Linked DNA regions of Mus musculus: regions 1 and 3 are each linked to region 2. The links are chromatin contacts, called in public HiChIP or PLAC-seq and promoter capture Hi-C maps. All regions are on one chromosome and are shown on one strand. Each heading gives the region's core, a stretch centred on a gene start, on an enhancer-like site or on the middle of the called end of the contact. The rest is flanking DNA. Distances are from core to core; before and after follow the strand shown.

The links. Promoter capture Hi-C pulls out the DNA fragments that hold promoters and counts their contacts. HiChIP or PLAC-seq counts read pairs in DNA pulled down with a chosen protein or histone mark.
Region 1: a contact with region 2 is called in an H3K4me3 HiChIP or PLAC-seq map of bone marrow-derived macrophages, with 3 times the contacts expected there. The contact joins the enhancer-like site here to the promoter of Pom121 in region 2. A contact is called at or near these places in 2 of 39 promoter capture datasets (cranial neural crest and embryonic stem cells), 1 of 15 datasets of contacts at CTCF or cohesin (the NIH/3T3 cell line), 2 of 484 Hi-C or Micro-C datasets (cerebellum and embryonic stem cells), 14 of 115 datasets of contacts at active chromatin or transcription factors (bone marrow-derived macrophages, craniofacial prominence, differentiating embryonic stem cells and 11 more) and 4 of 9 other capture datasets (adipose tissue, embryonic stem cells, liver and 1 more).
Region 3: a contact with region 2 is called in a promoter capture Hi-C map of pre-B cells. The contact joins the promoter of Stx1a here to the promoter of Pom121 in region 2. A contact is called at or near these places in 5 of 39 promoter capture datasets (cranial neural crest, frontonasal cranial neural crest, maxillary cranial neural crest and 2 more), 1 of 115 datasets of contacts at active chromatin or transcription factors (pancreatic cancer cells) and 1 of 9 other capture datasets (adipose tissue).

The regions. Positions count from the first base shown.
Region 1 is chr5:135,720,780-135,723,952 of GRCm38.p6, reverse strand. The region is part of intron 2 of Por (P450 (cytochrome) oxidoreductase); the gene reads right to left. Among named protein-coding and RNA genes, the nearest start is that of Mir7034, 14 kb to the left of the region's middle. Within about 2 kb of position 1,607, at least 72 of the 459 cell types and tissues checked have an H3K27ac peak or open chromatin away from gene starts, as enhancers often do. A contact at or near this core is called in the NIH/3T3 cell line, adipose tissue, bone marrow-derived macrophages and 1 more, where this site is marked.
Region 2 is chr5:135,392,514-135,395,827 of GRCm38.p6, reverse strand. It overlaps Pom121 (nuclear pore membrane protein 121), which reads left to right and starts at 1,282. Exons shown (of 13, transcript NM_148932.2): 1 at 1,282-1,891; 2 at 3,303-3,314. The coding sequence starts at 1,323.
Region 3 is chr5:135,021,545-135,025,020 of GRCm38.p6, reverse strand. Stx1a (syntaxin 1A (brain)) reads right to left here and starts at 1,539. Exons shown (of 10, transcript NM_016801.4): 1 at 1,411-1,539. The coding sequence starts at 1,440.

The DNA.
Region 1 (3,173 bases), core at 358-2,857, 330 kb before region 2:
CACTCGCCATCCACCCAGAAGGCTGGCCTGGTGACCTTTTGGGCTATCAGTGTGACAGAGACCACACCAGATCCTCCCTAGAGTGTGAGCTCATCAAGCCACAGAACCTATTTTATCACATGTAGTCAAACCTACAGGCTCCATCTTTATGGAAGATGTCACATGTAAGTTACAAAGAGTTTTGAAGTAGTTACGTCTTAAGCTTTATTGTATAGTGAGATTGAGTTAATTATCACCAGGAGGGTTGTCACTGTATCATGCTGTGCTTAGATGTGCCTACAATAAACTATTTGGGGTCCAATTCCCTAAGGTCAAACCAATCCTGGCTACTTAGTTGTGAACTACTTTTCTTGCCTCTTGTAGATCATTACTCTGCTGGCTGTGGTGCTCCTTGACCCTTGTACTCCCCTGTGGCCTCGGCACCTGTAGCTCCTACCTACAGATTCCTCCTCTGTTTGAATTCCTGCCTTGGCTTCTTGGATCTGTGAGCTACATAAGCCCTTTCCCTCCAAGCTCCTGTTGGCCACGGTGCTTCATCACAGCAGTAGAAACCCTAGCCAAGACAGCAAAGAAGTCGACATAGTGGGCTAAAGTGCTTCTATTGCAGTTATCCTGAGCAGGCCACATCTGGAGTGAGCAGGCCACATCTGGAGTGTCAACAGGAAGGCCAGAACCCACTTATTCAGAGAGCAGAAAAATGCAGGTGACCTCAACTGGTGACAGTAGAGGTCCCAGACCAGAGCTTGCAGAGGGGCCTCTTCTAGACACTTCTGGGTCAGACACTGTGTCCCCTGCCCACTCTTCACATCGACAGCTGTCTCTTACATGCCCCTCCCTCCCTCCCTCCCTCCCTCCCCCCACCCCCTCTCTTTCTCTATGTTTTTTTTCAAGACCAAGTTTCTCTTCCTAATAGCTCTAGCTATCCTGAACTCTCTCTGTAGACCAGGCTGGCCTTGAACTTCCATATATCTGCCTGCCTCTGCCTCTGCCTCTCTGCCTCTGTCTCCCTAATGTTAGGATTAAATGCAGGGGCCACCACACCTAGAGCTTTCTCTTTCTCTTTCTCTCTCTCTATCTCTCTCTCTCTCTGAAAAACAGTTTTTAGATTTATTTATTTATTTAGGTATTTATATATATGAGTGTCTTGTTTGCATATGTCTGTGTACCATGTGTGTAACCAGGTACCCTCTGTGAGCCACCATGTGAGTGCTGGGAATGGAACCCAGGCCCTCTGTAAGAGCAGCCAGTGCTCTTAACTGTTGAGCACTCCTTCCAGCCATGCCTTTTTCTTTAAGAAACACATCTGTGTTTCTAGCTTAGTGACCACAGGTGCAAGGCCATCTATATAAAAAGGGTGTCCCTGACTGGAAGAACCAAGACCCCCAGATGCTCCTCCATCTGCTGACGCGCCAAGATAAAGACAGACGGACGTAAGAGCCGCCTGCAGCCTTGACTCCAGGCAGTGCTGCGATTTTAAAGGAGAGCGGATCCCAAAATAAAGGTCACTTGAGGAAATGAGAGTCTTTGCGGCTTTTCTAAACAAGCCCCAGAGGGGCACAATCGGCCAAATCCAGATCATAGGAAACTATGAAACAACGGGCTGGAGTTTCTTTCACACGTGTTTCATGGGTGAGTCAGAAGTGGACAGAAGCCAAGAACTGACATGGAGCCAAGGCTGGGTTTGGGCAAAGATGCCGTTCTCAGATGGGTGGCATGTAAGAGGCAGCTGCAAGGCTGGTGCTGGGGCGCTTCGGGGTGATGGGACATTGCTGACTATGAGACTGACTACCTAATTTTGTGGATGTCAAGACTCATGGGGCTGTCGGGACAACTCAGTGGGTAAAGGCTCTTGCTGCCAAGCCTGGTAACCTGAGTTCAATCCCTGGGATCCATGTGTATAGTTAAAATTAGAACTGGGGGTGCACAACCCAGGGTTCATCCTTAGCACTGAACGAAAAAACGAGAAGAGGGATTTTATTAAATGCAAATTATATCTGAATTTACCCAGTTCTCCTCCACAAAGAGGCATATGTGTATTGATCAATTGCAATAAATGGGTTTCAGATACTGAATTTTTTAAATCTAACTTTTTTTCTGCTTTTATTTATTTATTTATTTATTTATTTATTTTGTATTTTCGAGTCAGGGTTTCTCTGTATAGCCCTGGCTGTCCTGGAACTCACTTTGTAGACCAGGCTGGCCTCGAACTCAAAATCCGCCTGCCTCTGCCTCCTGGGATTAAAGGAGTGCGCCACCACGCCCAGCTCTGATCGACTGATCGGAGCTTCGTCTTTAGATTTTTTTTTTTTAAGTTAGATTTTAGCCGGGTATGATGGTGCACGCCTTTAATCCCAGCACTTGGAAGGCAGAGGTAGGTGGATTTTGAGTTCGAGGCCAGCCTGGTCTACAAAGTGAGCTCCAGCACAGCCAGGGCTATACAGAGAAATCCTGTCTCAAAAAAAAAAAAAAAAGAAAGAAAGAAAAGAAAAGAACAAATGCCACCTGGGAAGGGCAGTTGTGAGGGTAGAAGTAATTGTGTGATATGTAAAAGTGGAGCGAGTGAGTAAGCAAGCAGAGTGACCTCTCCCAAAGCTAGTGAGACAACTCTGTGGGCGACGACGGCGCTTGCCCCTGAACCCCATGAGTAAATCAAGTTCAATCTCTGAACCCCATGGGTGACACAAGTTCAATCCCTGGAACCCATGGGTGACTCAAGTTCCATCCCTGGAACCCACGCAGTGAAAGGAAAGAGCTGATTCCTGGGAGCTGTCCTCTGAGCTCTTGGCGATCAGGGTCAGAGAGCTGCATGGCCAGGCCTGGCTTTCTGTCACAGGTGCTGGGGACTCTATCTGGGGTTCCATGGCCGCACATCAGACACTTGAGCCCGCCACCCTCAAACTCTTACTCTGGCTCAGTTGGCCATGCTTGGCTTGTTTTCTTTTCATTGGAATTTATACCCCTACCCCCCCCCACACACACACACACACAAAGATTATCTTTTCTCCAGCCATAAGCTATCCCTACTGTTTCTGATGGTGTCAGAGTCTCTGAAATCTGGGTTTTCCGCAATCCACAGCAATAACAAGCTATAGCCAATGTTCCGGCGAATCTCCAGACTCTCAGACCCTCCTCACCTGCTCCAGCCTGCACGCATCCTATCCTAGCTCCCCCAG
Region 2 (3,314 bases), core at 33-2,532:
AATCCCTGCCTCTCCCCGCTTCTCCCTCATCCATCTAGCCTTCCCTCCCCAAGTCTAGTCTTATCTTACTCTTGATTGTGGAGGAATAGCTCTCAGTCTATCATCCTCAAAAAAAGAAGAAACAAACAAAAGGAGGAACGGAGGGAAGGATGGAAAGGGGGGAAATATGGACTGGGAAGATGGTTCCATTGGTACAGGGCTTGCTGAGCAAGCTTGCTTGAGCACAGTAGGAGCCCCTGTAATCCCAAGCACTGAGGTAGGCACAAAAAGATTTTGGGTCTTTTTGGCCAGCCAGCCTAGCCAGGTTGGTGAGCTCTGGGTTTAGTGAGAGACCCTGTGTCAAAGAATAATGTGCAGTGTAATTGAGAAAGACTTGCTGGGCGGTGGTGGTGCACGCCTTTAATCCCAGCACTTGGGAGGCAGAGGCAGGTGGATTTCTGAGTTCCAGGCCAGCCTGGTCTACAGAGTGAGTTCCAGGACAGCCAGGTCTATACAGAGAAACCCTGTCTCGAGAAACAACAACAAAGAAAAGAAAAAAAGGAGATTGAAAGACACTTGCCGTTGACCCTCAACCTCCACGCAAGTGTAAGATGTGATGGTGTGAATGTAATCCCAGCATACATTCAAGCAAAACACACATTTTAAAAAATTATTTTGAGACAGGGTCTCACTGTGTTGCTCCAGCAGGCCTGGAACTGACCTCGCTGCGATAAACAGTGAGCCTCCACACAGGGCCTGATTGGCCTTTTCCAATACAGGGTCTGACTGATCGGGTTTTATTTTGTTTTAGACGGGGAGGGTCTCACTAAGTAGCCCAGGTTGACTTAGAACTCGGGATCCTCCTGCCTTCACCTCCCAAATGCCGGGATTACAGGCGCGTGCCACCCATCTCCGTTCTGTGCCTTGATTTCTAACATCACTCCTCTGCAGTCCAGGAGCGTCAGGGAAACCTCCAGCGTCAAAAACCGGGCTGTACTTTTCTTCTTTTCTTTCTTTCTTTTTTTTTTTTTTTAAGTTTTGCTGTTTTGAGACAGGCTTTATGTCTCCATGTCGCGCTGGAACTGTCTTTGTGAACCAGGCTGGACTCAAACTCACGGAACTCCTCTTGCCTCCGCCTCCCGCGTTCTGAGAGGCAAGGCGTGCACCGATCCGCCTACCTAAGCTGTAATTTTTCAAACTAGGGCTCTCGCGCCGTGCTCCGCACGCGGCGGCGGTTTCCCCTTTCCACCCGGCGCGCCGCGTCGACGACAGTGACGTCGGCGGCGGCGCGCGGCGCGGTGTACCCTGGGATATTTAAGTCCGCTCCGCGGCGCGGAGCCGCGATGTCTCCGGCGGCTGCGGCGGCTGACGGAGGCGAGCGGCGGCGGCCCCCGTTGGGCGGACGGGAAGGCCGGAGCCGGGCCCGCGGCTACGGAGGACCGGCGGGTGCTGCGGCCCTCGGCCTAGCGCTGCTCGGCCTCGCGCTCTACCTGGTGCCCGCGGCGGCCGCGCTGGCCTGGCTGGCCGTGGGGGCGAGCGCGGCCTGGTGGGGCCTGAGCCGAGAACCCCGCGGCCCGAGGGCCCTGTCGTCCTTCGTGCGCGACGCGCGCCGTCACCCGCGGCCAGCTCTCACCGCTTCACCGCCTCCGGCCAAGTCACCAGTCAACGGTAGCCTCTGCGAACCCCGCAGCCCGCTGGGAGGCCCCGACCCGGCTGAGCTCTTACTCATGGGCAGCTACCTGGGCAAGCCCGGCCCGCCCGAGCCTGCCCTCCGGCAGGACCCAAGGGAGAGGCCGGGGCGCCGCCCACCCGCACGCTCCCCGCCTCCGGCCTCGGCGGTCCAGCGAGTCCACCACGTCTACCCCGCGCTCCCCACCCCGCTTTTGCGACCCTCCCGGAGGCCGCCCCACCGGTAAGCCCCGGCGATCTTCCCAGGGTGGGGTCTCTGCGGCCGCGGATTTGACGTAGGGCTCAACCTGTAAATCGGATTTAACTCACCTCCCCTTTTTCTTTTCTTTGCCTTTTCCCTTTCTTTTTATCTCTACGCCCTTCCCTCCCTTTTCCCATTACTCTCTTTTCTCTTTATTTTTTTTCTTTTTCTTTTTTTTTTTTTTTAAGAGAGGGTATTTGATGGCATAGGCTGTCTAATCTCAACCCCGTTCTTTGGCTGAGCCTGTCCTTGAACTCATCCTCCTGCCTCGTCTTCTGAGCGAGTTCACTGATAGGATTACAGGTTTGCACCAGGTTGTATGCTGTGCTGGGATAGAACCCACAGCTTCAGTCATAGCAGGCAAGCTTGCCCTCTACCTATTCCCCAGCCTTTGGGTTTTTGTTCCCCCCCCCCCCCCCCCCGGAGACAGGATCTCATGTATCTGAGCTGTCCCTTGAACTCATGAGGGTGACTTTGGATTGCTGACCCTCCTGCCTTCACCTACTAAATGCTGGGATTACCGGTGTGCTCCACTACACTCAACCCGGATTCTGGATAAAAGCATTTTTTTCTTTTTAAATTGCATATTCACAGGGAGATGAGAGGATAGCTTGCTGGAGTCCTTTTTCTCTTTCCACGTGAATTTGAGGTTGATCTTGGGTCTCCAGCTTGGCAGCAAGCTCCTTCACAAGACGTTTCACTGGCCTTGATAAGTCTGCTTAGTTGAGGTGGTGAATACCTGTTAATGTTTGGTTTTTGCTGTGTATTGGTGGTTAGTTGGGGGAAAGGAAAAAAAAAAAAACTATTCCTACACATCCCAACTGCATGTGCTTTTCTTCTGAAGTACCCATGTGGGCAAGGTTTCCAGTTTCCCTCTTAATTTGATGAAGTCTGTGGTAGAGACAGCCATTAAGCAACTGATATTTTCTGCCTTTGGATGAAATGGGAGAAATGTGCCAAAAAATGCTACGTTCTCTGCTGCTTAGAGAAATTTAAAGTCTGAGCTGTTAGTGTCATAGAGTGCTTTGTCCAGCATGCACACACCCCTAGTTTCTGCTACCAGCACTGTCTAACAGAAAAATAAGAGGTTGAAAGAAGTGTTAATGCCTCTTGTTTCTGCAGTCAGTTGAATTTGGTGTTCTTTTAAGACTGTGGTTCCAGACTGGAGAGATGACACAGTGGTTACTAGCACTGGCTGCTTGCTCTTCCAGAGGTCCTGAGTTCAATTCCCAGCAACCACTTGGTGGCTCATAACCATCTGTAATGGGATCCGATGCCCTCTTCTGGTGTGTCTGAAGACAGCTACAGTGTACTCATATAAATAAAATAAATTAAAAAAAAACAAAAACAAAAACTGTGGTTCCATCAAGTGTCTGTCTCCTGTTCTCCACAGAGATTGTGGGCC
Region 3 (3,476 bases), core at 290-2,789, 370 kb after region 2:
CATGAAGTCGAGGCAGGAGGATTGCTTTGAGTTTAAGACCCAATGAGACTATATAGTTCCAAGCCACCCTGGGGTACAGAGAAGGATTTTACATAAAAAAAAAAAAAAAACAAAAAACCGTAAAACATAAAAACACCGGAAACTTGAGGGCAACGACAAGGGGCGGGTGGGGAAGTGTTTAAACACTATATATGACTTGAAAGGCTGTCTGTTTCCTTTGAAATAGATGAGGCACTGGGCATCCAGCCAGGAATAATACAGGTCTGAAGGCATGTGGGGGTCGCTTGCAGGTCAGGAACAGGATGAAGGCTAGACTGGAGAGCATAGATATGGCTGGTATTATGGTAGAGGGATCCAGGCACAGATGGAGAAGCTAGGCAGAAATCACAGCCATTAGGTCAAAAGCCCCAAAACAAAACTTTCTATGAAGGGCTGTAAGTGGGGCACAAGATGAGAGGGATCTAGGACGCCACCCAGCTTGGGGGGACACCCAGAAATCAACGGGTGGGGTTTGCTGAGGAATCAGATATGACAATCTGATGTGGCGCCCTTATTTAACCCTCTCACGGGAGAGCTTAATTTCTGTCCCTCTAGGGTCTGAGGCCAGAGAAGGGCACTCCCCTGTGTTAAAAGTGGGGTCTCATGATTGAAGGATCATGGGCTCTGACTTAGAACCTTTCTACTGCCTTCTACTCATCTCGAAACCCCGCCCTAAGAGCCACACCCCAGAGGCCTCTCTCACACAGGTAGGAAAATAGATCCAGGTCGCAGTTAGACCTGGCAATCCGGGAAGGGTCTGGGAAATGACAGCCTGGGTTGCCTGGAAGCCCAAAGGTGGACCAAGGGTAGATATGGTTGAGTCCTTTAATCCAGAGCAAGCCGGGTATCCCTAAAGCGACCAGGGTGGATCGGGAGCCACAGGTGATGGGAGCCACAGGTGATGGGGAGCCCCAAGAGACGGCTCCCGCAGAGGCCACCCCCACCCGGCGGCCTCGTTTCCGCAGCGCGCCCAAGGATGGGGTTGGGAGGGGAACTCTGGGCAGGGGGGTGGGAAGGAAACGAGAGGTTCAGCCTCCAGGGGACAGTGCAAGGACGGTGACAAGCGGGCGAAGAACGGTCACGATTTTGCATCCCGCCACCGAAACCCCTTAACAGCCCTCCAAATCGCCCCAAACAGGAACGCCCTGAAAAGTTCCTCAAAACCCCAGGTTCTAGCCATCAGTCCCGGTGCTGAAGGGCTCGAGTCCGTGACCAGAAGTAGATCGGAGGGGTGGGACTCCCATGGGGGTTCGAGGGTCCCTCAGCTTTGCAAGGCTCCCTCCGTCCCCTTGTAGGTGCCTCGGTGGCATGCCGGAACAAAGTGGAGAATTACAAGACGCCGGGTGAGCGGCGCACGAGGATCGGACTCACCGTGCGGAGCTCCTGGGTTCGGTCCTTCATGCTCCCGGGAGTGGCAGTAGGCGCCGGCTGCAACCGAGTAAGTCCCGCATGCGCGGATGCCGCCCCGCGGCTGCGCAGCGCCAGCCCGCGCCCCGCCCCAGTCCCTGGGACCCCCAAGCCCAACCCCAGCTGGCCACGCCCATCATGCTTCCACGCCCGGATATATCCCGCCCAGGGCTCCGCCTACGGGGAGCGCAAAGGGGTACAAACCCAGCCCTCGGGACCTGGTTCCTCCCCTCGTCAACTAGTGATCTCTGTCTAGATGCAGCTCCAACTCCTTGGCCCTTCTCTGCCCCAGCCCCCACCTCTGCTCAGCCACCCATTATCTAGATAGACCCTGGATTCTGACTCTTAGAGTCCTTCCTTTCCCCTGGATTTGCTGGAGTGGAACCCTTTCCACTTTGTTCAATGATAGTCTCACTGTGTAGCCCAGGCTAGCCTTGAACACCTGCTCCTACCTCAGCCACAGGAGTACAGGTTTTGCAGACATGAGCCTCAATGCCAGGTTTGAAAATCCCTTCTTGAACCGACCCCCGGCAACCCCCTCCAACCACCCATCCTGTCCTGAGATGGCTGAACAGGTAAAGATGCTTGCCACTAAGCTTAAAGATCTGAGTTCCAGCGGGGTGATGATAGCACATGTCTTTAATCCTAGTAGGCAGATCTCTGAGTTCAAGGCCAGCCTGACCTACAGAGCAAGTTCCAGGACAGCCAAAGGTACGCAGAGAAACTCTGTCTTGAAAAATAACAAACAAACAAACAAACAAACGATTGGAGTTCTAGCCCTGGGCCCCACGTGACTGAAGAAGAGCATTGGATTCTGTAAATTGTCCTCTGACCGCCACATGAGTGAGCTCCGTGCTTCACATATATGCAACCACACGATGGAGGCAGGAGGCACATGGCCAAGTGAATATAAAGTAAAATAAAGCCCTCTCTGTAGTGGTCAATTCTAAACCTTCCCACCTTTCTGAGCACCCCCCTGTCTCCAGACCGGGTTGCTGCCTCTTTACTCTCCCCAGAGTTTCTCAGCTCACCTGTTCGATTCAATTTGACTGCCTTTCTCTTTACACACAATACATACATACATACATACATACATACATACATACATACATACATACACAAACAAATAAATGAAATGTTTAAGATATTTAAAAGGAAAAAAAAAAAAAGCTTGCCACCCCCACCCCTCCATGCCTCCAGCCCGGAGTTCAAATGCCAGGCCTGACGTCTTATTTCCTGTGTGGAAGCTGTAGGCTGTTCAAACCTAGGCCCAGTGGAAAGATCTCAGTGGTCCCTGCAGAGCAACGTGAACGGTATGCTGGTCCCTGTAGAGCAACGTGAAGAGCCTGCCGGTTGGCAGACATGTACCTTTTAGCTTCCTGCCAGCATCTTGTTACAGAGTACACACACACACACACACACAGACACACACACACACAAGTGGTCTCAGGCTTTCTTGACCCCAAGCCAAGCACACCCACACCTCCTTGTACACTAGAGTTACCAAGGCACGGTTCTGGATTGGATCCAGCCTCCTGCTGCCCAGTGTGTCTGGCCCTGGCACCTCTCCCAGACTTTCAGTGCAGGTTAGATGGCTGGCTGACAGGCACGCTGGGACACGGGCTCAGCCTCCCCTCCGTCCCTAGAAAAATCTGACAGGAGACAAATGTGTCCTGGCACGGGAGAGAGCCATAGCCTTTCCGGTTGTCTAGACATCAACATTATGCTATATTTTATTTTTAATATTTGTTACATCATTTATTTGTGTGCATGAGAATGCCACGGCTTACACAGAGAGGTCAGGACAACTTGCTGGAGTCAGTTCTCTGCTTCTGCCTTGTGTGTCCCAGAGACCAATCCAAGTCCTTAGGCTTAGCAGCAAGTGCCTTTACTCAATGAGCTCTCTCTCTCTCTCTCTCTCTCTCTCTCTCTCTCTCTCTCTCATACACACACACACAAGCTGGCCTCAAACTTGCTATGTACCTGAAGATGACCTTGAATCCCTGATCTTCCTCCCTCTGTATTGTTCC